Regions from separate parts of the Mus musculus genome. Here regions 1, 3, 4 and 5 are each linked to region 2. Evidence: chromatin contacts called from public ChIA-PET, HiCAR-type, HiChIP or PLAC-seq and Micro-C data. All regions are on one chromosome and are shown on one strand. The core of a region is the stretch at or near the end of the contact, and the rest is flanking DNA. Distances in the headings are between cores, read along the strand shown. Region 1 holds the start of B4galt5 (UDP-Gal:betaGlcNAc beta 1,4-galactosyltransferase, polypeptide 5). Region 2 holds the start of Ddx27 (DEAD box helicase 27). Region 3 has its middle 18 kb from the start of B4galt5. Region 4 overlaps Slc9a8 (solute carrier family 9 (sodium/hydrogen exchanger), member 8). Region 5 holds the start of Spata2 (spermatogenesis associated 2).

Region 1 (3,762 bases), core at 960-3,459, 330 kb after region 2:
CACCAACAGGGTGGCTCCTAACTATGTGTAACTCCAGTTCCAGAGGCTCCAATGTCCTCTGCATTGAATGCATGTGGCACACAGATACACATGCATACACAACAGACACACACATAAAATACATGTCTTTTTTAAAGGCAGGATAAATGAAACAGTCAAATAGTTAACTGTAAGTGAAGGGATGTGAACTATAAGATGTCTCCTCTTTACCACTCCCCTCCACCCCCTTTTCTGGTTTGTGTCAGGAATCAAACCCAGAACCTTGCACAATGCTAGGTACCACTCTACCACCCAGCCACATCCCAGCACTGCTGGTCCTATTCTTTGCCAACAGACTTTGAATAGCAATGGATCTGTTCTCTCAAACACTTCTAAAGTCACTAATGAAATCTCAAGAGAGTTGAGTCTTGCAGTGACACAGGGTTTGGGATTCTAAGCTTGGTGGTGGCGGTGGTGGCGTACACAGGAGCTTCACTGACCTACCACAGAGAAATCTGAAGTAAGTTTCATTTCTGTTGAAGAGTCTGGCTTCTATTCTTTCTCATCGAAAAAGGCTGATCACCATGGAGATACAGGAGATACACAGACCCAGACCAGAAACACCTGTCACTTTCACAAAAGGAAGAAAAATAGAGGGTCTGGCTGGAAGATGCCTGCAGGTTTAAACCTATCACTTCACTCTCATTTTGTGAGAATCTAATATCCTATTCGCTAATGAGCTCTCTTCTCAATTAATTTCACTAATTAGTTATCTATTCTTGTTCAGCCAGAATTCCTGCCCTTCTACTTAGCAAGCCTAACAAGCCACAATAATTATACATCCCTGGTGGAATGCCACTCACCAAATCAGTGAGGACAGTCTCAAGTTAGCTTTTCCATCTTCCCAGGTCAGGCTGACAGCATGAAACACCAACTTTAAACATCAAGTGAAACAAGCTTTAAAAAAAAAAATAATCAGGGGAGAGACTCTCTCCCTCTCTCCCTCTTTCTCTGGAAATTTCTCTGCCAGTTCAGAGTTGCCAGGTCAACAGGGAACACCAGCATTTACTACTCCGATCTCAAAGGCACTTCCCCTAAGCGGCACCCATCCCAACCATCCAGAATTCTCGCCCTCGGCCCCACCCCCAACAGCATCTTCTCATTTTTCACCAAGGGCTGAAGTTTTCACTAGCACTCCAAGACCACACTAAGGGAGGCAAGTCGCATTCCTTAAAACTCTTTCCTTCTGTCCCCCAAACTACCTGTAACAGCGAATATTTATTTATTATGTATGTATTTATTTCGAAGACGTTGGGCGTCCGCTATAGGGAGAAAAGCTTAAAGGGCATTTATGGCCCTCTGTCCTTTAAAGGCTGGGATTCGTGTCCCCATTTTACAGAGAAGAGAAGCTGAGGGCCCAAGGTCATACAGGACATCTGACCTCAGTGTCCTCTGCCTTTAACCCTCTCGCTGCCTTTGCCTTCTCATCAGCGTCCAGTCTGTTCCGGGAAGGGCTCGTTTTCTCTCCAGGCGGTCTCCCCCTCTAAAGGGCGGACCTTGGAGAACTGCTACCCATTCCGTTTCTTCTCTGGGCGACCCCCCCCTCCCTTCCACCTGGCACCGCTTCTTCAAGGCCCCTGTCACAGCACCTCCTCCATGGCCAATTCAAACTTCCCATCGGTCCCCAGAGCAGGTCGGGTCCGCTATGAGCGGCGGGCGAGCGGCGGGCTCCAGGGAGGAGGGGGGGGAGGGGAAAGGGGCGCGCAGCCCGCAGCCCCGCCGGGTCTGGGCAGCCAACGCGCGGCCGCGGAGGGCGCGGGCGGCTGCGTCAGGGAGGAGGCCGCGTGTGCGGGCGGGCTGCGGGGTGGCGCGGCAGGAAACGGCGAGTCACGGAGCGCGGGGTCGGCCGGGGCGGCGGCGCGGGCCGCAGCGGGAAGAGGCGTGGGGTGGCCGCAGGGTCGCCTTCCTACCTATGCCGGGCGCCACATAGACGAAGTAGAGCAGCGAGGACGACAGCGAGAAGAAGAAGAGCGCGGCGAGCAGCGAGCGGCGCGGCAGCCGCAGCAGCCCCCGGCGGGCGCGCATGCTGAGCCGGCGGCCGCTCGAGGGCCAACCCGGGCCCCGCTCCCGCCGCTCCGGTCCGCCGCCTGGGCCTCGGCCGCCGCCTTCCGGGCTTCGCGCGCCGCCGCCTCGCCGCTTTCAGCCGCCGGCCGCCGCGGGCCGGGCCACATGAGGCGGGAGGGGGCCGACGACCAGAGGAGCTCAGCGGCGGGGGCGAGGCGGGCGGGGCGGGGCCTGTTAGGAGGGCGGGGTGAGGGGCGGGGTCTGATGCTGAGGGCGGGGCGAGGGCAAGGGCCGCAGTCTGAGGAGCAGATGGAGGTACCAGACCTGAGGCAGGCCTGATGGGGACCGAGTAAGGGCGGGGCCTAAACTGGGGGCCGGACGAGGGCGGGGCCTGATGTTAAGGGTGCCTCCGCGAGCCTGAGAACACCGGCGGGGACCGGGCTTGAAGTCTGATGGGGAGGGGGATAAGGGCGGGGCCGGGAGCATAACAAGCATTTTGCGGGAGCCTGAGCCTGAGGCCTGACGGGGAGGAGAGAAGGGCGTGGCCTGAGGCAAGGGGGCGGGAATGGGCAGGGCCTACAGTCCGGGGAGCGCATCTGTGGGGCGGGGCCTGGATGTGGGGGCGGGGCGGGGCGGGGCGGGGTTCACGCGCGAGCACTCTAGCCGCAAGATCCTCGAGCGGCCGCCGCCCATGCTGGCAGGAAGCGGCTCGCTAGTACGACTTGGTTCCCGTGCGAGCTCCCCACGCGGGGATCGAGGGGTGGTGGACAATGTGTGAATAGCCAGGTAGCCCGCCGCTGCAGCAGAGCAAGGATGCAGAGGCCGGGGCATTCGTGTTCGCCCTCACTCATCCATTCATTCCAGACACCATTTATGATAAAGTGGCAGTTACGGGTCCTGGGGCCGGGGATGCTCCACGGAGCAAAGATTCCTCTGGGAACCTGTATTAATGCGAATAAGAAAAAAATCAATATAACAGATGATGATGATAAGAGATATGAAAACAATTAGACATGAAGATGTTTCGGATGCATTCTACTCTAGTCTGAGATTGAGGGGGAAGCCTCTCCTTCCTGGGTGGCATGAACACAAAAGAATGTGAAAGTGCCAGGTGGAGAAAGAGTGGTCCCACTAAGGGGAACTACAAATGCAAAAGCCGGAAGGAAGGAAGAAGGGGCTTGATCCGCCTTCAATGAATCCAAGGATAAAATCCCAGGAAAGAAGAAGAGATCCAAACAAGGTCACATCCTACAGGACAGAACAGTGGTGACAACTGTCAATGTTAAGACACCGAGAAACAGGGCTTCTTAGCCAGTAACAGCCTCTCTCTAAGTCCTGAGATCGTGGCTCCCCTACCCCCACTTTGGCCCCATTGCACCGATGAGAAAACTGAAGCTTCTGGAAAGAGAAGCAAGTCGTCTAAGTTGTGAAGTAAGGGCTCAAATCAAAAGTGGCCTGCCACCGGGGCTTGACCACTAACCCCATTTCTCATTCTGCACTGTCATGTGCACTTCCAAGCCTCGACTTTCCCATCACCTCCAAAGCCATGTTTTGGTATGTGTTCCTTTTGGTTTCTCAAACCAGTGCTCTACAAGGACAGAGATTCTGTTTCATGTTTTGCTATGTATGTGCTCAGAGCTCAGTGCCCAGTACCTAAAAGATCAACAGAGGGGATGCAGAGCACCCACTAACACCAGAGGAAACAGAGATGGCTGGCTA
Region 2 (3,334 bases), core at 796-3,295:
TATGCACATGTGGGACACATACATGTGTGTATGCTTGTTCAAATGAGTGTGGGTTTGTTTCTTTTGGTCACTGTTTTTTTGCCTGTGCTTTTTTTTTTTTTTTTTTTGGTTTTTGTTTTTTTCGAGACAGGTTTCTCTGTATCGCCCTGGCTGTGCTGGAACTCACTCTGTAGACCAGGCTTGCCTAGAACTCAGAAATCCACCTGCCTCTGCCTCCCAAGTGCTGGGATTAAAGGCGTGTGCAACCAATGCCCAGCTTTTTATTTTTTTAAGATTTATTTATTTTGTGTTACGAGTACACCATTGCTTTCTTCACACACACCAGAAGAGGGCGTCAGATCTCATTACTCATGGTTGTGAGCCACCATATGATTGCTCGGAATTGAACTTAGGACTTTTGAAAGAGCAGTTGGTGCTCTTAACCGCTGAGTCCTTGGTCACTGTTTTATTACTGTGAAGGGACACCATGACAAAGCGTTTAATTAGGCTGTTCTTACAATTTCAGCGCTTTTGTTCATTGTCTTCATGGTGGAGAGCTGTGTGCATGCAGACACAGTTGTAGCTTTAATTTTTTTTTCTCGACCGTATTTTTTGTTTTGTTTTGTTTTCTTTCTTTCTCTTTTTTTTCTCTGGTTTGGTTTTTTGAGACAGGGTTTCTCTGTATAGCCCTGGCTGTCCTGGAACTCACTTTGTAGACCAGGCTGGCTTGAACTCAGAAATCTGCCTGCCTCTGCCTCCCAAGTGCTGGGATTAAAGGCATGTGTCACCATGCCTGGCTTTTTTTTTTTTTTTTTTTTTCTGAGACAGGATTTCTCTATATAGCCCTGGCTGTCCCAGAACTCACTTTGTATACCAGACTGGTCTCAAACTCAGAAATCTGCCTGCCTCTGCCTCCCAAGTACCCGTACTTTTAATGTTTTTTTTTTTTTTTTTTTAAGATTTTATTTATTTATTTATTTATTATATATAAGTACACTGTCGCTGTCTTCAGACACTCCAGAAGAGGGAGTCAGATTTTGTTACGGATGGTTGTGAGCCACCATGTGGTTGCTGGGATTTGAACTCTGGACCTTCGGAAGAACAGTCGGGTGCTCTTACCCACTGAGCCATCTCACCAGCCCATACCCGTACTTTTAATAATGGTTCATAAATGCTTTAACCTCTCTTGTAGTCTACTACTCACCAGAGGCAGTGGAAAAGAAGGGATACAGACCAAAAGGTCCAGAGTTCAAATCCCATCAACCACATGGTGGCTCACAACCATCCGTAACAAGATCTGACTCCCTCTTCTGGTGGGTCTGAAGACAGCTACAGTGTACTTACATATAATAATAAATAAATCTTTAAAAAAAAAAAAAGAAAAGAAAATAGAACTTACAATTCGACCATCCTTAAAATATTATCTATTATTTAAACTTTTATGTGCCTGCATCATGCCTGCATACATGTCTGTGCACCAGATGTTCCCAGTGGCCGCAGAGGTCAGATACGGAGTTACAGACAGCTGTGAGCCACCTTGTGGGTGCTAGGAATCAAACCTGGGTCTTCTGCAGGAGCAACCAGTGCTCTTAGCCACTAAACCAGCCCTCCAGGAATCCAGCCCCCTGTTAATTATTATAATTGTGTATACAGAGGGGCGTGTTCACTTGAAAAGGGTGTGAAGATCAGAGGACAACTCTGGATTCCGAGCTCTTCTTTCCCCTTGTAGGTACCGGGATCGCACTCAGGAGTAGTGTGGCCTTTGCCATGCTGAGCCAGATGGCAGCCCTGACTACCATTTTGTTGTTAAGTTCCCAAATGTACACATACTTCTAATTTTTCCCTCACCTTTACACACTCTCAGACTTCTATTTCTTTCCCAAAACAAAGTAGTTTTCTAATCTAAACAACGCCCCACCCATTTGATTTTATTATTGGAAACCACGCAGGCCCGCGAAGTCTCAAAGTGCCGCCCCCGAGCGGAAGTGACGTGAAGCACATGCGCGCGACGCCGAGCGGGTCGCGGAAAAGGCGGGTCGTGTCGGCGCGCCGCACTCGCTACGTCCGGAAGTGGCTGCTTCTTCAGCATGCTGGCGGAGCTCGGCTTCATCCGGACCATCGGCGAGAATGACGAGGTGCCGGTTGAGCCCGAGTCGGACTCCGGAGACGAGGAGGAGGAGGTAGGAGCCGGCGGGAGAAGGGGCCGTGGGCGGGAGCGGCCGGGAACCAGCTGCGGGCCCCAGGCCCTCCTCAGCGTGCTCAGGTGTCCCCATGCAGGCCGTGTCACCAAGCTGTGCGGAGTCGAACTTCGCAGGCGAAGTCAGTCTTGCTTCCTGCCCAGTCGGGGACACATGCTCCCACCTATCCATCAAGCCTCCCAAGGGGGTTCTAGTGATGCTAGGCGGTGGGGATGTAGCCCTGAGAAAGTGGCTCCAGGGTGAGTGGCGAGAGAAAAAGACCCAAACCCAAACTCTCAGTGCCTCACACCGGCGTCAGCCAGCCTCACACGACACTAAGGATGGCCCAGGCCCTCTGCAGTCCGATTCCGAGAAAGCTGATGTCTAAGGCTCCAGTCTTTAAGGATGTTGCTGGGAGGTCGTTTGGAGCTCTGCTGGTCAGTTTAGGCGTCTGTCCAAGGCTTCTATCCCTCTGTCCATCCACACTCCGGTCTTTGCAAGTCCCACCCGCACACCTGCAAACCTGTGCCCCTCACATACTTCAGTTTCCAGCTTGGTGGTCTCCTTACCAAGTAGCTGAGTGGTCTCAGTGGTCTGAGTGGTTCCAGCCATGCAGCTAAGTTTTTGTGGCTTTCAGAGTCAGGCCAGGCTCTGTTGTCTTTTCTGCCATTTGACCCTCAGCAGCCTTCCTTGTCCTGGCAACACCGACATACCATTCCATTTCATGTCTTAGAAACTTGTGTTCTTTTTCTGCTCAGAGCCTTTCACATCTCTACCCAGCCCACTCCCCCAGGCTTTCTCTCTATAGCCCTGGCTGTCCTGGACCTACCTCGGTAGACTTCGAACTCAGATCTGCCTGCCTCTGCCTCCTGAGTGCTGGGATTAAAGGTGTGCCCAGCTTCTCTTCACACTTCTGCTCTCTGCCTGGAAGGCTTCCCTCAGTAGTTCTCCACCTGTGGCTCCAGACCCTGGGGACCCTAGGATCTCATTTCAGATATTTACATTATGATTTATAACAGTAATGAATTATGGTTATGAAGTCTCAACGGAAATAACTTTATGGTTTGGGGTCACCACCATCTGGGTTGGGAAGGTTGTGAACCATGTGTCTAGATGTCTCAGTCTGCTCTGGCTTTTTTTCTCTCCACAACAGGAGGGTTTCATTCTGGAACCCTCCT
Region 3 (3,420 bases), core at 469-2,968, 350 kb after region 2:
GGTCAATGGTCAGAACGGCTGTGGTCAAACAGGTGTTTAATGTGCTAAGGGCCTTCTCAGCACCAGAAGGCAAGAAAGAAGCTGGCAAACAACAACAACAACAACAAACAAACAAACAAAAAGGCAAACAAACTGCACAACACGGGCTGGAGAGGTGGCCAGTGGTTACAGCATTGGCTGCTCTTCCAGAGGTCCTGGGTTCTAGTCCCACACCGACATGACAGCTCACACCTGTCTGCAACTCCAGTTCCAGGTGATCCAACACTCTTGCATAGACGCAGAAACGTGCATGCAGGCAAAGCACCAATGGACAGGAAATGAAAATAAATAAATAAATAAAAAGGACAGTAAAATAGCAACAACGACACCTACTACGGATTGGGCTAATACTTACCGTGCCAGGCACAGCAGCAAGCTCACCATGCATACTCCCTCAGTCTACTCAGTGACCCTTGCAGTCATGTGCACAACACATTTCTGTGAGGAGGGTTTAATGCAGATGTGCTTTTTTAATTAATTTATTGATTTTGAGGCAGGGTCTCTCTCTCTGGTCTCACTGGGATTTGAGGCTCCCTGATTAGGCTGGTGAGCCCCAAGGATCGTCCTCTCTGTGCCTCTGCAGCGCTAGAATCAGGGGGTGTAATTAGTTCCGTCAGGCTTGTTTAAATCCCTTCCCAGGGGGGGAGAGTCAACACTGGCTTCTTCTCCTAAGGTCCTAGCAGCAAAGCGAGGCACAATGCCACCAAGTTCACCCTGGGACCAATGTGATTATTGGGGTTCCTTAAAGAGCTTAAGTGAGGGCTAGAGAGATGGCTCAGTTGTTGAGAGCACTGACTGCTCTTCCAGAGGTCCTGAGTTCAATTCCTAGCAATCACATGGTGGCTCATAACCATCTGTAATGGGATCTGAAGCCCTCTTCCGGTGTGTCTGAAGACAGCTACAGTGTATTCATATAAGTAAAATAAATAAATCCTTAAAAGAAAAAAAAAAAACACAATAGGCCACACCTAAACCCAGTGGGCCTAAGCTTTCATCTTCTGTGGCTATATACTCCAGCCCTTCAGAGAGGCCATGTGCAATTAGTCCAGAGCTGTCAGCAGGTAGCAGGGAGTGGCTGGGAACTTTAAGTGTGGCTGTCATGACCCTTCCTAAACTTCCATGAGAGGACACAAACTGCCAACCAGCCCAGATGGGACATCCTTTGCAAGCAGGCACAGCTGGGCTGTCTAAGATGTCTAAGATGGCCGTTGCTTGTCTGGGAAGACAGTCCCTGGGCCTCAGCCTCCTACCCTGATTGCTAAGACTTCAGTGTGCTGGCCCCCCCCCCCACTCCCACCCCCATCCCCACCCCCTCACCCCCGTGACTCCTCTTCAGCTTTATTCAGAATAAAATCCAAATCCTGGGCTTGGGGGTGTGGCTCAGCTGGTGGGGTACTTGCCTAGTGTGTCCCTGGCTCAAAAAAAAAAAAAAAAAAAAAGAAAGAAAGAAAGAAAGAAAGAAAGAAAAGAAAAGAAATAAAACTGAAAGAAAGTAAGAGAGAGAGAAAGACAAATAGAAGAAAGCAGGCTGGACAGGCCATGGCAATCAAGCCGGTGTTTATTACAGCAAAATCGGATGTCAGGAAATTGCATTCGCACGTTTCCCTCCAAACTCTCCCATAGTGCCCCATTGCCCTCAAGAGAGAACTCAGGCATCCTGCCTGGGTCTGCAGGAACCAACCAGGGCTTGCCATTCAATCCTCTGAGGTTTCGCTGCTGGGCATTATCAGCATAACCACACGCTGGTTTCCTTTAGGTCACTAAAGGAGTAGTGCTTACACACACACACACACACACACACACACACACACACACACACACACACACACACGCACATTCTCTCTCTCTCTCTCTCTCTCTCTCTCTCTCTCTCTCTCTCTCTCTCTCTCTCTCTCTCTCTGTGAAATATTTCCTCTAGAAACCTCCCTTCCTCGTCCACCTCTCACACCCACGCACTCACCCTACAGGTGCGCCCTGGCAGAAGTTTCTCTCCAAGAGGGGGTGGGGCCGAGGGATATGGTGGACTGACGACACAGGACTCCAAAGAAGACAGCAGTGTGAAGGCAGAGGGAAGAACCAGGTCCGACCACTTGAACTTCTCCACGTGGTGGGGGTAGCGGGGGTGGGGTGGGGGACGCACGTGGACCAGCCCGTCCGCTGTCTGATTGAAATCCTCTCCCATTTCCTGGGAGGCCGGTAGAGGCAGAAGAGGCCCACACAGCCTCTGTCAACCCCCCTCGCGATCGGCAGAGCCTTGATTTCTTCTGCTCCACGCGCCATCTTTACTTTTACAGCAGATGCTCAGACACAGCAGTTAAGACCCAGGGTTTCCTGGACCCTGTTGGCAACTTCGAGATTTCACCTGGAGAGGTTCTAACTGTTCTGACCTCTGATGAGGACTACAAAGCGGACATCTGAGCAAAGGGGCTCCAGGCTATAGTGAGTGCTCACTAAACACCAGAGGTTAGCCCAAAATGTCTGAGTGTAACTTGGTGTGCTTTAGCCTAGGCCACATACTGAGCATGGAATCTCTGCTGGCTGGTCATAGAAGTGCCTCGATCCTAGTCCTTGCAGAATCCTTCCTTTAACAGATTGGAAGAAGCTCTGTGGGTTTCCGGGGCACATGAAGAGATTCACAGGAACATTCAAGCCCCGGGGAGGGGAGGGCCGTTGAGTCTCTGAGCCAATGAGAGGTAGAGAAGTGGGGAGGCCCCAAGGTGATGCTACTCCTGGGCACAGCAAGTCAGCGTGAGATGCGGGCAGGAACTGGGACTTCCTCTCTCTGGCCGGCGTGTGTGTGTGTGTGTGTGTGTGTGTGTGTGTGTGTGTGTGTGTGTGTGTGTGTGTTTGACTTCCCTTTATCAAGAAATTAGCGGCTTGCTTGCCTAGCCTGTAGAAAGTTCCGGACTTGGTCCTAGCACCCCATAATGCGCTTGGTGGTGCATGTCTGTGATCCCAGCACCCAGGAAGTGTTAGGCAGGAGGATCATAAATCAAGGGCTACCTGGAGAACTTAGCTTCTGAAAATTAAAAAAATAAAATAAAGTTTAAGGGTCAAGATATAGTTGGCTTGCTCGATCATGTGTGGCAGCCCACGGTTGTAACCGAGTCACTTGGGAGGTAGAGGCAGGATGATCAGTTCTTTTTACTTTTGAGATGGAACCTTGCTCTCTAGTCCTGGCTGGGTCCTGGCTGACCTGGTACCGTGTAGCCCTTGCTGCAATCTTCCCGTGAGCCAGGATTATGGGCATGTCCAGCTCGCTTTAGTTTTCTTTCTTTCTTCCTTTCTTCCTCTCTTTCTTTCTTTCCTTCTCTCTTTCTTTCTTTCTTTTAGATTTATTCATTGTTTTATGTAAGTATACTGTAGTTGTCTTCAGACACA
Region 4 (3,378 bases), core at 452-2,951, 460 kb after region 2:
CCAGCTGCTGGTCAGAGCCCAGCTTTGTCTTTTACCAGTTTCTGGAGCTTGGGTCCTCTGCCCTCCATGCCACGGCCCCAGCTCTCCAGGGCACTGGGGCCGTGCTCTCCACTTGGGCCACTTGGATTCCGGGGACTTTGGGTCACAGAAACACACACCCATGCATGTCGCAGGATAAGGGGCTGGATCCTACCACAAGCAATGGTTGTTGCCTGATGTCCTCACCTGCCCTTTTACGAGTGGTGCCCTCTGCCCATCCGTGGCCCTTCAGCGACTACCCATGTGGGCCTTCATCCGCCACTGTACTCTGGGTGGCTTAGTTGTATATGGCCCTGACTCACAATGGGGACCAAGTAGGCCTTGATGCAGGTGTTTCTAACCTCAGGTACTGTGGTTCTGATGTTGGGAAGGACAGCCAGGTCTCTAATGCCCTGCCACCTCACTGTGCTGCAGAAGTCGGTGAAGTTGGAAACATGCAGTTTGCTTCTGTACAGCAGCTCACGTGTCCTTGGCAAAGCCAAGGTATGGTCCTCTTCCTTGTCTCTCACCTTAGCCCTGGAACTGGAGCCGCTCACTTTGTGGCCTTGTGTAATGATGGGGTTAAGGGGCTGTGTTCAGGCTGGGTTGTTCTCTTTCTGAGAACTCAGGTTCCATCTTTGAGATGAAGAATCAGGGTATCATTCCGTTGGCCCCTTGTCTCCAGGTCTCCTGTCCCTGGTCCATCATTCTTGGCCCCTCCTTCTAGCTGAGACCTGAAGCCAGCTTCCCAGAGCTTGGTGAGAATGTTAGCTCTGCACACCAGCTTCACTGAGCACCAGCTCTGCTGAGCACCAGGAGGTGCCTCTGCCTCTTGCTGGAGGACATAAGCTTAGCACCCTGAGAGACTGTCCAGCCCTTCAGAGCCATTGGCCAGGGAGCAAAGTGCTAGATGCCTTTCCTTTTTCAGACGTTTTACCTGAGAGACAAACTGCTGCCAGCACCTCTCAGACCTGCTCGTTCTGATGTGTGCGTGCGGTGGCAAAAGCGCAGATGCTACAAGATGCTGCCCCAGTTGCATTTCAGGTCTAGGCCAAGGGGCAGGCCAGCTGGGCACACAGAAGCTAATATACTTAAGAGTAGGGAGGGACATGGGTGCCCTTGGGTACCTGGCACTTTAGCCAGTAAGCATGCCACCCTGTACTTGCTGGTGGTCCATCCCTGCACTATTTCCAAGCCAGGTCTTGGGATCAGTGACTTGCTTCCTGCAGTGCTGTGGTCACAGGCCCCTCCAGTCAGCCATGTCTAGCAGCTTGGCAGGCTGAGGGGCTCGGTGTGCAGATTTCTTTTTGTGCAGCAGAATGCCAAGAGACTGAGCAGAGAGTCTTCTTAAAACCTACCCTAAGGGCTGCCAGGTCCATGTGCCCGTGGTAGGTCTGGGGCCAGGCAGCTGCTGCTGTCCTGATCCCCCCTCCCTTAGCTATGGATCCTTGTAGTAGAGGTCAGCCGCTCCTGGCGCAAACAGGATCCAGTAGCTGTCTGCCACCCACGAGGTTTCTAAGATACCATGTGGAGACAGGGTCCTCCCCATCCTTTTCAGAAATAGCAGCTTGTTTTCTCTGCTGGCATGTGTCCAGGGCACCAGGTCCCAGCAGGGGGAGGCAGACTGTTAACTGAACGCGCATAGGAACAGGAGGCAGCGAGAGCCTGTGGGAGGAAGGGCCTTCTAGTGACCCTGCTTCTCCATCCTGCCTCCCTCCTGTCCACCCAGTTTCAGAGTTGGGAGGGGAGGAGCCATGGCTCCCTCACCCAGGCTTGGTGGCTGTGGCCCTGTTTTAGAGCCATGGCAGCACAGGCTGGTGAGTGGTAGAGTTGTACTGAAGGCTCTCTTCACAAGCCTGGGTTTCTTTCTTCTCTGACATGGAGGGTTTTGGAAGCCCTAGTTTTCTGTTGTGATTTAAGGAGACTGGCCGGGAGCCATTGTTCAAGGTCCCTGAGGCCTTTGCTGCTTTGGGAAGGGCCTGGGGTCTGAGCTTGGGGGGGGGGGAAGCTGTCGCTCCCTCATCTGGAGCTTCCCTCTTGCCTGTCTACTCCCCTCACCCTCACTGCTGAATTGGGGGAAGGGTGCCCCAGGTCACATGACTGGATAGTTAGAAATAAAGTGCTATGTAGTCAGCTGACCTCTGTTGTGTCACGTGTTTGCATACTCCTACATGTGGTTCTGGGTCCCCACAGTTGTGCAGGACAGCAGCAGGCACATTCCAAGAAGTGCAGTGTTCAGGAGTACAGCTCTGGCCCTCGGTGAACAACAGCACTTGAGGCAGAATGCTCATGCCAACCATGACTTCCTCCCAGGTGCCAGGAAGCCATTGCTCTGAGCCTGTGGCTGCTTGAGTGTGTTCGTTTTTTGACAGCAGAAAATGGAGAACTAACTTCTCCATGGAATCTGAAAGCTGAGGATCTAGAGCCTCTGGTCTTCAGTTCATGAAGAAAGGCCTTCTGTGAGGTCCTGAGTCAGCTCATGCACGCACACTTCCTGAAGGAGCTGCTGCCAGGGAAGGCTACCTGAGTGTGACATCCCATGGGAACTCAACCAGCCTTGCAGTCAGAGAAGCCACGGTGAAGAACAGATCAGATTCTCAGGATACCCTGGCTCCTGAGGATGGCTATCAGTTTTTCTGAGTGGTGTCAGCCTGGAATAAAGGGCTCAGTCCCACTGAAGGATAACAACCTGGTCAGCTTCAGAGAAAGCTCTCAAAGTAGAGAGACAAACTCGAAGAATTAGCTCCCTTAGAGTCCAGAAAGCTATGGAGAAAAGGGTCCCAGAGCCCCCAACCCACTCATCGCAGAACTCAACCTGAGGAAGAGACATATTAAAAACATAGGCTATATGGGAGGCAGAGGCAAGGGAGTCTCGGAGTTGGAAGCCAGCTTGGCCCACATACCAAGCTCCAGGCCAACCAGGGCTATACAGTGAGACCCTGTCTTTAAAAAAATCAAACATGCTAGCTGGGCGTGGTGGCGCACGCCTTTAATCCCAGCACTTGGGAGGCAGAGGCAGGCAGATTTCTGAGTTCGAGGCCAGCCTGGTCTACAAAGTGAGTTCCAGGACAGCCAGAGCTACACAGAGAAACCCTGTCTCAAAAAAAAACAAAAAACAAAACAAAAAAATTAAACATGCTGTTAGGCATTATGGTGCACTCATAATCCCAACACTAGAGGCTGAGACAGGAAGATGGCCACAATTCTGAACCAGCTTGAACTAACTATAAAATAAGAGTGCCTTTTTTAAAAAAAGGCAAAGAAAAGAAAAAAAACATATACTACCAGCACACGTGTGTTCTCCATGGTGTGCTGCTGTGCTTCTCTGGGGCTGGAGCTTTCTCAGAAGAGCTGGACTCA
Region 5 (3,344 bases), core at 747-3,246, 480 kb after region 2:
TCTCTGGCAGAGCCAAAAGGGCCAACAGGCCCCAAGAACTGACTTCCTCTCATTCAGCTCACTTGTTTCTGGCTACAATTGGTACCAATTACAAAGGGGTCACCACAAGCAGGCCCCGTGCCAGCTGCTCAAAAATCAGTAAGATCCATAGGATGACTCTAATATTTCAGAAGAAACTGAAGTCACAGGGCCAAGAAGGAGCGGATCTGAGACCTGGATTTGAATCTAACCCTAGGCAAAAGCCATCTTCTTGCTGCATCTTCTGGACTGGGCTCCTTGAGAGGCTTGGTCAGTCAAAACGCCCTATGGCTGGGAAGCAAAGTCTGGTAGTAGCAAAACTGCCATCTTCCCACACCAATCTCTTTGTGATGTAAGCTCAAAAGCCCAGGAGAAAGGCTGGCCAGAGACCAGCCAGCAGTGAGGCAGTTACATCATCCCTGCTGAATAAGAATACAGGCTGCCTTGTGGCTGGCCCTAACTGCTGTCTTTTCTGAGCACAGAGCCAGCAATTTATTCCCAACACTCTAGAAAACACAACAAAAAACACGTTCTTTGCTAAACACAGCCTGGTTACTGGAGAGCAAGACAGCCCAGAGACAGAAGCTGTTAATTTCTCCAAGCAACCCAATGACTGGAATGCCAAGCCATACCAGGCTGGCAGGGGGAAAAAAATAAAGCTCTGTGAATATCCGGAACACATAAGCAGAAGGATGCTTAGTGCCATCGGCTCTGGGTGGCACCTCCTGCACTTATCTGGGCCCCTTTGTAAAGCAATTCAGTGAAGACGAGGCTGGCGCACAGTCGCCAGGACCCAGTGTGGAAAGCTGAACGCATTTAAAATTCAGCTAAACAGAACCAAAATAATCCGGGAAGGAGAGCAATGGTTCACCTTTATCTTTGCTGGCCCACTCAAGAAAAATAAGCCCCGTGGCAACGCTGAAATGCATTCCCTCTCTATACTGGCACATGCTATTTGGGTCCCAGTTCTCCAACTACATGTTTACACATCCCTGATCCAGCTTCAGTCTCCACACAGGATCAGGGATGTGGCTCTACCACCGTTCCCTCCTCCCAACCTCTATGCATTCATTCTAAGCAAGAGGCTCCCAGATCCACCCCTGGCATCTCCTACTGGCTGTAAAACAATACAAGGGCCCTACACCCCTACTAGCCTACAGAAACACTGCCACCGGGGCCTTCCAAAGCTCTGAAAACAACCTTGGCTGTGCTGGAGCCTGGCTTCCCTCCCCGGAGAGCCTCTCTCGGTTCTGAAGGGAGCCAAGTCCCCTCTCTACAGGGAATGTAAACCTGTGGCGGCTACTCCAAGCTCTGCGAGCCGTCTTCCTCTGACCGACATGGCAGCGGGGAAAACGCCCAAGCTCAAAGGAAGGAGTTCCCACTGGTGGTGTCTTTTGTCGGTGGTGCTGGGGACTAGGGTCAGAACCCAGGGCATCGCACAAACTGGGCAAGCTCTCGCAAACGCCCCTCCGTCTGTCACTGAAATACCGGGACCTGTCATAACATCGCTGCTGCACCCCGACACCGTGCAACACCCGGGTCCTCTTTCCACGCCCACCGCGGGCCCGGAAGGCCGCCGCGTCCCTCCTCCATAGACCGGGAGACCAAGGATCCCGAAGCAGAGCGACTCAGCCAAGGTCACTCGGTAAATCCAAAGCTAGATCAGCCTCCCCTCCCTACTGAGAGCCATAGCGCGGTGCCTGCCCCCGGGGGCGCCGGGGGCGCCGGGGGCGCGTGTGCCATCACCGGGGAGCCAGTGCTGCGACCAGCCGCCCGGAGCCGCCGCGGCCGCGGGACAGAGCCGAGGGCCTGGCCGGTGACAGCGCGCGCAGGGGTCCACCCTCCTGCCCCACCCGCACTCACCCACCGCTGCCTGCCAGGAAAGCGAGCGCCTCCAAAGCACAGGCCCACACGGCCCGGCCGCTCCCGCCGGCTCCGGGAACCGAGAACAGTACCGGGGGCAAAAGCAGCCCGGAAGTATTTGTTCCGGAAGTGACGCACGAAGGCGGGCCCTGAGGAAGGCTGGATCGCGGCTGCGCGCTGGGCCCAGGCGTGAGCGGCGGAAGCCTGTGGCGAGCTGGTGTACGCGAGGAACGGAGAGGCGGCGGCAGTAGGCGGAGGGCAAGCGCTTCTCCGTAGAACCGGACCTCACTCCTAGGGACCGCGGGGAGGCACGAGCGGAACCCGGAAGCAAATTAACTGGAAGTGACGCGCGGAGCTTCACCGACGCTGGCTGGCCGGGTTGTCATGGAAACAGGTTGCTGAGCGAGCGGGGAGATTGGTTTTTGTTTTCTTGGGGTTTTTTTTCACCTCATCAACTTCCCCTTGGTCAGGACAGTGCTGGAGAGCCCGGACTGACAGGAAGACCTGCGATCCCATTTCAATGAAGGAACGACGGAGGTCATGCGAGACTGGAGAGGGCCTTGGGTGTTACTGCTGGCTATGGAGGTTAAGGATGCCGGTGGGGTGGGGTGGCGGGGTCAAAAAGGCTTAGGAGAGGGCTCTGCAGTTTGCACTTGTTGCTTGCAGAGTACCTGGGTTCCGTTCCCAGCACCCACGTGGCGGGTTACAACCATCCATTAACACCAGTACCAGCGGATCTGACCTCTCACCTCCACGGTTATCTGGCATGTACGTGATGCACATAGGTAGATTCAGGCAACATGCTCATATAGGTAAAAGGAAATTGCTACATAGGGAAACTCTTTCTCAAGTAATAACTGGGCATTATTATTATTAATGGAAATAGTAGATTCCTATTAATTCATAGACGACCTCACTGTGTGGTTCTGTAATCCTAACTATTTGGAAAGCTGAGTCAGGAGGAGTGTGAGTTTAAAGCTAGGGTGAGTAACTTATCGAGCTCCTCCCTCAAAAAAATAAATAAATAAATAAAAGGTTGGAGCTGCAGCCCAGTCCTAGAACCCTTGTCTAGATTGTGTGTATTTCCTGGGTTCCATTCCAAACAAGGAAAAAAAGAGGGTGGGGAGACACCCAGTGTGGACTTAACTGGCTACTAGCAGTGTGTCCTTGATCTTGCCACTTAGTCTCTGACCTGCATCATAATACCTGCTAAAAGCAATAGCAACAACAACAATAATAATACCAGCTCCCTGGTGAGATGTAGCCAGAATGAATTACATAGAAACTGCTAGCCAGGCAGTGGTGGTGCATGCCTTTAATCCCAGCACTTGGGAGGCAGAGGCAGGCAGATCTCTGAGTTCGAGGCCAGCCTGGTCTACAGAGTGAGTTCCAGGACAGCCACGGCTATACAGAGAAACCCTGTCTCAAAAAAACCAAAAAGAAAAAAAAAAAAAGAAAAGAAA

What was found. A called contact is a pair of places that touch in the nucleus more often than the background predicts. ChIA-PET counts read pairs in DNA pulled down with a chosen protein or histone mark. HiCAR-type assays count read pairs that join an accessible place to other places. HiChIP or PLAC-seq counts read pairs in DNA pulled down with a chosen protein or histone mark.
Region 1: a Micro-C map of embryonic stem cells shows a contact between it and region 2, with 4 times the contacts expected there. The contact joins the promoter of B4galt5 here to the promoter of Ddx27 in region 2. A contact is called at or near these places in 3 of 39 promoter capture datasets (hippocampal neurons, pre-B cells and stem cell-derived epiblast-like cells), 1 of 484 Hi-C or Micro-C datasets (embryonic stem cells), 1 of 115 datasets of contacts at active chromatin or transcription factors (effector CD8 T cells) and 1 of 9 other capture datasets (pancreatic islet).
Region 3: a contact with region 2 is called in an RNA polymerase II ChIA-PET map of memory CD8 T cells, with 25 read pairs. The contact joins the enhancer-like site here to the promoter of Ddx27 in region 2. A contact is called at or near these places in 3 of 39 promoter capture datasets (hippocampal neurons, pre-B cells and stem cell-derived epiblast-like cells), 2 of 115 datasets of contacts at active chromatin or transcription factors (memory CD8 T cells and pancreatic cancer cells) and 1 of 9 other capture datasets (liver).
Region 4: a contact with region 2 is called in a HiCAR-type map of astrocytes, with 2.1 times the contacts expected there. The contact joins the enhancer-like site here to the promoter of Ddx27 in region 2. A contact is called at or near these places in 6 of 39 promoter capture datasets (the C10 cell line, embryonic stem cells, hippocampal neurons and 2 more), 2 of 115 datasets of contacts at active chromatin or transcription factors (astrocytes and pancreatic cancer cells) and 2 of 9 other capture datasets (adipose tissue and pancreatic islet).
Region 5: an H3K4me3 HiChIP or PLAC-seq map of pro-B cells shows a contact between it and region 2, with 5 times the contacts expected there. The contact joins the promoter of Spata2 here to the promoter of Ddx27 in region 2. A contact is called at or near these places in 6 of 39 promoter capture datasets (the C10 cell line, frontonasal cranial neural crest, hippocampal neurons and 3 more), 6 of 115 datasets of contacts at active chromatin or transcription factors (astrocytes, embryonic stem cells, large pre-B cells and 3 more) and 2 of 9 other capture datasets (adipose tissue and pancreatic islet).

Annotation. Positions count from the first base shown.
Region 1 is chr2:167,346,969-167,350,730 of GRCm38.p6, forward strand. It overlaps B4galt5 (UDP-Gal:betaGlcNAc beta 1,4-galactosyltransferase, polypeptide 5), which reads right to left and starts at 2,210. Exons shown (of 9, transcript NM_019835.2): 1 at 1,950-2,210. The coding sequence starts at 2,064.
Region 2 is chr2:167,013,268-167,016,601 of GRCm38.p6, forward strand. Ddx27 (DEAD box helicase 27) reads left to right here and starts at 2,046. Exons shown (of 21, transcript NM_153065.3): 1 at 2,046-2,159. The coding sequence starts at 2,067.
Region 3 is chr2:167,365,808-167,369,227 of GRCm38.p6, forward strand. No RefSeq gene overlaps it. Among named protein-coding and RNA genes, the nearest start is that of B4galt5, 18 kb to the left of the region's middle. Within about 2 kb of position 1,719, at least 123 of the 459 cell types and tissues checked have an H3K27ac peak or open chromatin away from gene starts, as enhancers often do. A contact at or near this core is called in memory CD8 T cells and pre-B cells, where this site is marked.
Region 4 is chr2:167,474,845-167,478,222 of GRCm38.p6, forward strand. It overlaps Slc9a8 (solute carrier family 9 (sodium/hydrogen exchanger), member 8), which reads left to right. Exons shown (of 17, transcript NM_148929.3): 17 at 1-2,156. Among named protein-coding and RNA genes, the nearest start is that of Spata2, 16 kb to the right of the region's middle. Within about 2 kb of position 1,702, at least 103 of the 459 cell types and tissues checked have an H3K27ac peak or open chromatin away from gene starts, as enhancers often do. A contact at or near this core is called in adipose tissue, astrocytes, hippocampal neurons and 1 more, where this site is marked.
Region 5 is chr2:167,490,878-167,494,221 of GRCm38.p6, forward strand. Spata2 (spermatogenesis associated 2) reads right to left here and starts at 1,997. Exons shown (of 3, transcript NM_170756.2): 1 at 1,882-1,997. It also overlaps a transcript of Rnf114 not described here.